Regions from separate parts of the Hordeum vulgare genome. Here region 2 is linked to region 1. Evidence: chromatin contacts called from public Hi-C data. All regions are on one chromosome and are shown on one strand. The core of a region is the stretch at or near the end of the contact, and the rest is flanking DNA. Distances in the headings are between cores, read along the strand shown. Region 1 has its middle 14 kb from the start of LOC123398261. Region 2 has its middle 110 kb from the start of LOC123395806.

The links. A called contact is a pair of places that touch in the nucleus more often than the background predicts.
Region 2: a contact with region 1 is called in a Hi-C map of leaf, with 2.9 times the contacts expected there. The contact joins two enhancer-like sites. A contact is called at or near these places in 2 of 6 Hi-C or Micro-C datasets (leaf and seedling).

What each region holds. Positions count from the first base shown.
Region 1 is chr5H:44,366,884-44,369,930 of MorexV3_pseudomolecules_assembly, reverse strand. No RefSeq gene overlaps it. Among protein-coding and RNA genes, the nearest start is that of LOC123398261, 14 kb to the right of the region's middle. Within about 2 kb of position 1,405, at least 3 of the 3 cell types and tissues checked have open chromatin away from gene starts, as enhancers often do. A contact at or near this core is called in leaf and seedling, where this site is marked.
Region 2 is chr5H:44,534,096-44,537,142 of MorexV3_pseudomolecules_assembly, reverse strand. No RefSeq gene overlaps it. Among protein-coding and RNA genes, the nearest start is that of LOC123395806, 110 kb to the left of the region's middle. Within about 2 kb of position 1,547, at least 3 of the 3 cell types and tissues checked have open chromatin away from gene starts, as enhancers often do. A contact at or near this core is called in leaf and seedling, where this site is marked.

The DNA.
Region 1 (3,047 bases), core at 156-2,655:
AGCAGAATCGGACGGTTTGTCAAATAGCCGGACTGCCATCGAAGGAGGTGGATGAAGTGAGCGACGGCGAGGACAACTTCGGTGACGAGCAGATCCGGCTTGATCCATACTGCGTTTTCAACCGGTACTTCGGCAAGAAGGACAGCAAGGGCTCCGGGAAAGGCAATGGCTGCCGTGGGTGATGTCCACCATAGCCAAACATGTCAAATTTTTGTAGTCTGATGACATGTTAGTAGTGCGGGAGTAGTCGAACGATGTGTATAAATGCATTGACGTAGTTCCATGATTTATATGTATATAAGATATGAGATTTGAGATGCCGGATTTATATGAATATAAGATATGAGATTTGAGATGCCGGATCATAGAATGTATTGAGACACGTCCGTAGTCATTTGAGGAGCCGTATTTACATGCAAGTTTTGGTTGTAGATGCTCCAAACGTAAGAAGTTTGGGGCGAAGGAGAGTAGGACATAGACATGCCGCGAGAACTGATTACTTGCAGATCCAAACCCCTTAGTTGATCAAGAATTAGAGCGTCAATTCGGACTCTTTTTTTTTTTTGAAACAGTTTGGACGTTAATTTGGACTTAGAAAGCTTTGAAATGTTAAACAATCTTGGGATCTGATCGAGACGGCGAGCCGATAGATCTAGATCACGCACACCCGACTGGATCATCAATGCGAGGCTCATGCATGATTGCTCGCATTACTTGCTACAGTGTGCATTGCATCTAATCAAAGCCGCGTACGTGCATATAGACTTACTTACGACTAAAAGCAGCGTGGTGTGGGTTGAGTTGGAGCATTCACGCATGCATTCATGTCCGCCTTATTGGCGACAAAGCCAGACGTGCCGGTAGAGGGACGGGGACTTCCTCCAACCAGCGATCCTTCTCTTCTCGCCGGTCAGTGGCTGACGGCGATTGTTCCACAGGGATTGGTAGACTCTAGCTAATCCTTATATAGTAACACAGCTCTAATTACAATTTCCCGTCTTGTCAAGTATATCTACATCGAGACTTCGAGAGCCTGAAGCCTGTCGCCTGTGTAGGAGCCAGCGTACGTGCAGCGAGTGTCAAACTGATCAAGCTACGTGCGCCATTTCACTTCTGTGTGGCTGTGATGCATGTAATAACCAGTAGTAGTGTATTCAAATTAAGTCGTTCAGACTTCAAAACGGTAGCTAGCTAGCTAGGTTGATTGATGGCTGTGATGCATGTAATAACCAGTAGTAGTGTATTCAAATTAAGTCGTTCAGACTTCAAAACGGTAGCTAGCTAGCTAGGTTGATTGATAAGCACGTCCGTGTCAAGTGAGTGTAGCTAATGGACATCAGGGTTGAAGCCCTTGTCGGCTTTCTTGGAGCGTGTCAAGATCAAGGGCAGCTTCTGACCGATAGCCCGTGACAGCGAGCGTGCGGGGGATCCCTGTACGCACGCGCGCGCGGGCGCAAGGACGGACGCACACGTACGTGCGCCATCCATCGACGCCAACCTTGCGAAAAAATTATTAATTTGCGGCAGGTGACATCTCACTTGTCACTAGATCGATCGCAGTCATTGCCCATGCATGCATCTACAGACTATAGTGGATGCACACCCTCCCCCTTGGTCCATCTTGAGAGAGATAGATACACAGGCTGATCGAGACACGTGCGCATGCTTGACCGATCCCACATATTCCATGTTTAAGAGCATCTATAGTGAGAACTTAAATCCGGTTCGTGTTTCCTATTTATCCGTTGATACAGTGATATTTTTTATTTTATTTCTCATATATTCGATCACTTACATATAATTGGTGAAGAGGAAGAAAGAAAAAGAAAAAAATGAATAAAGGAAAAATAAAGGTGGTTCGGGATGGGGTTGGGTCCTATGTGACAAACTGCGCGTCCGCGAGCCCTCATATCCTCCTCATATTTGAGATGCGTACGAGGGTTCATGGACAGCCCGGACATCTAGAAATGATATGAGGGGTCCGATTGAGTCACTCTTTTCCTTTTCTCCTATCCGGTTATTGACCGGACGTGTCCGCGGATGTATGAGGGGTTATTTGAAGGATCCGACTATACATGCTCTTAACCTCCTACTCGGGAGAAGATTTATGACACACATGTGCACGAACACCGAGTCTCTCATATACGTTGTTTCTTTTTTCTTTTGGCCTCCGAGTTCATTCTTTCATATTTCTTGAGCGAAAAGTGCAAATTAAGTTATGCTTTCACATTTGTGTTTCCTGTGACGAGGGCTTTGAAATAAGGTCTATTTTTGATATATTTTGACGAGTTTAAAAGAATTATGTCAAGTTTCAACCTTTGAAACTTAGTTCGAGTGGTTGACAAAACCAACAACTTTTATACAAATTAAATTGCTTTAAGTTTCAACTCTGAAGCTAGATACGAGCAACCACTTCAACCAAGAAAATCATAATTTTCAAATGCAAAATCATAAGTTTCAAGGCTTAGAACTTAAAATTTACCGTGCCCCCTCGTGCGGGACTCAAATACTATACGAATCATTGGGCAATCAGTTAGCCGGGAAGAGCTGGACAGGTGCGTGCTCCCGCACTCGTGTGTGCCTGTGATTTTCTGTAGTATACACACCAATCAAATTTGTATTTAACTATGTGTGCAAGTTGAGTTCATGTGTTGAAAATGGATGAAATATTTAACTTTGTGCTATGGTAGGTCCATTGATGTTTTTGCATGATAGATTTTTTTTTGATAAAAATCTAGATGAAGTCAAAAAATATATTAAACTTGGCATGGTACCCCAATATAGTCACACAACCATGTGATACAATTTGATAAGAAATGACAAAATAAAAATAACATGTTCACAAAATGGACTATCACCAATGAAGTTTCATAACATTCACCCAAATCTCTACCTTTGTACCACCCAAACGAATTTTGTTGACTATTTGAGCTCTTTTTCACTTCAAACTTTTTACGCACATTGCTTTAGCATTTATATGAAAAATGCAAATTAAAATCAACATTGATAATCATTTTAGCATCATCTTCCCCTTTTTAAGGATACAA
Region 2 (3,047 bases), core at 298-2,797, 170 kb before region 1:
TCCTGTATGGCTGTACCCCAGGGTGAACTTGTGTTAAACCCTTATTTCGCTGTAGCTAGTTTTGGTTTGTGCCGAGAGCCGTAAAATGTTGGATGCTTGGTTTCTTGCCTTGGCTTAATAAAGTTGGGGCTGGGGAAAAACCAATCTCATTTAGTAAAAAAATATCATCACCCTACTATGAGTCACTCTGTGTATTTTAAAACCGAACCGGAAAACCATATGAAAATCAACCGAAGCGAACTATTTTCTCGGTATGGCATGAAATTTTCTTACCGTTTGAATTCCATTTTTTGGTATATACCAAAAGTCTGAAGTAAAAAAATACATTTACATTTCTTAAGCGAACAACCATGCTACAACCAAAAAGATCTTGTGATATATTTTGTAGAGGAGCCAGGTACCCTGCTACGCACCTCCATTTTTCTTGTAATGTAGCCATTTTTCTCTCAAAAAATGCTAAGTATGCCCACAAACAAAGCAAATTATATATTGCATATTTGCATGCATGAACAAGCATCAATTCATGATTATATACTTAAATATTGCTTGTATAAAGAAGTATGTATTTTGAGTTATAAATTTATAAAATGTCATTATGTCATTTTCAAATTCATGCCACCTTTGGTTATTATGGTATATATACCAAAACCATAACAAAATAATTTGATATATTTTAAAACGGAACCATATTTTAATTTTATATGGTATTCACAAAAGTATCAATATCGTACAAACCGAGAAACCATATAAACCGACTAATCCGAATGCAATAGCTAACCATGAGTCTGCGTACTGTTGCCTCCCATCCTTGAGCCCCGTTGTAGATATCCACCATCACTTGCTTTGCTTGATCAACATGATGCCCTCTTCAATACTTCCTTGCCACTGGTTTGTTTGCAAGATTGCCTAAGTGGTGAGGTAGTGACATAAGGTAAAGATAACAACTGTAGGCCTAAGTGGTGAGGTAGTGACATAAGGTTAATTGTCTCATGACCAGTCCAGTCCATTCACTTATGCCATTTTTTATCCTCAACCACAGAAACACCTTGATTTCCATGGGTCCTATGGTCTGACAACTTCGTTTTTGTTACATGCGTCCTATGGCCCGTCGCCACTTTTGTCTATCAACATATGTAGATTGTAGAGGGTTATATGCATCTCCACAGTAACAATATTATTTTTGAGCTCATTTTAAAAAGCTTTTTTTTGAGCTCACAGTAACACTATTATTATTGTTAAAGTTTCCGTTTCCTGAAAATGATATTCAGTTTTATAATGAGGTGAGGGTTGGACCAAACAGGGCATGTGTACTACTCCCTCCGTTCCTAAATATAAGACCTTGTAGAGATTTCACTATAGACTACATACGAAGCAAAATGAGTGAATCTACACTTTAAAATATGTCTATATACATCCGTATGTAGTTCATAGTGCAATCTCTACAAGGATCTTATATTTAGGAACGGAGGAAGTACATACATACATGTATATGCATGCACCTGATCTGCCACGGATCAACGGCCGCCGTCTCTCTCGGTGAAGCTATAGCGCCACTCTGTCCGCTGACTTATTACAGAAGCAGCCAAGGCACGCAGACGCATTCATGCATGCGTGCATGGGTTTCTCTGGCCGCCCATGAACCGCCCATTTTCTCTGGAGCAAAACGAGATCTGACACTTGTTCGATCCATCGACCCGGTCGACACATGTACCTTTCGTGCCAGCTCGAGTTCATGCCATGTACGGCCCCCGCAAATCTGATAAAATCGTACTGTAGGTTTTGTCACACCAAACCGAACCCAGCTGATTAACCTTGGGCAAGCTAGCTAGGCATGCAGAATGAGAGTAATGACGTTGTAGAGGCCGGGCTCCATGGAGCCCGTTTTGAATAAAATAAAATAAAATATATTTAAAAGTTTTCAAAAGTGTCAAATCTTTTTTACATAGATGCACATGCATGTTCTTCAAATATGTATAGAATTTCATCGACTAACTTGACTATTTGCATGCTACCAAAAAAAAGACAAATATCAGCCCAAAAACAAAAAGGAAAAGGCATATTTGACTCCATGTATTTGTCTTTTTTGTATACAACACATATTAACATATATGTTTATGAAATTTTACACATGTATACTACTTTTTCTTATCTAAATAACTATAATTGAAGATAACTAGGCTAGTTCTTTTTACCTACAATTATTTTGAGGAAGCACAAACATATGTCTATATGTATACTTTTGTCAGATTTTTTTGAAGTGTGAAAATGTAGTTCCGTTGGAAAAAAATACCGACCTCTATATATGAAGCACTGTCGCTGATTGAACTTTTCATGCAGAATAATTCCTTTTTCAGACTCACAACGTATATAGTATTTACTTCGTCCAATATTACTAATCATAAACATAAATAAAAATAAAAATACATCTAGATACATTTATTTTTCAGATAAATATTTTCGGACGAAGGGAGTACTAGGTTATTATCGAATGGGCAGTGCTAGGCGTCGTCGCGCCGGCCCGAGGGCTCGCGCCGGTCGCGCAGCAGCCGTTAGATTAGGGTCCCCTGCCGTCAGATCTGGTCTCGCGCGCCCCCACTGCCCGGCCATCCTCGCACGCGCCACAGTCCCCGCACACGCCTAGCCCGTGCCGACGCCCCAGCACGTGCCGACCGCCTCGCCTCACCTCCTCACCGCTGGCCGCCCTCCACCGTCGGTCACCGCCGGTCGCCGCCCTCACCTATGTCGCCTTTCTGTGCGTTTCTAACCTCCATGGATGTAGCAGCGTGCGCTCATGGTTGCAACCCCTTGTAAACAACAATACGGTTGCAACAAAACAGAATGACAAATGTAGCAAAAATGTATAATGGTTGCAGCATTTCCCATCATGGTTGCAACTCGCCCATGTCAACGGTTGTAGCAAAAACACAATACGGTTGCAACAACAAAAAATGACTGATGTAGCAAATTTGTATAATGATTGCAACATTTTTCATCATGGTTGCAACTCGCTCATGTCAACGGTTGTAGAAAAAAAACAACACGGTTGC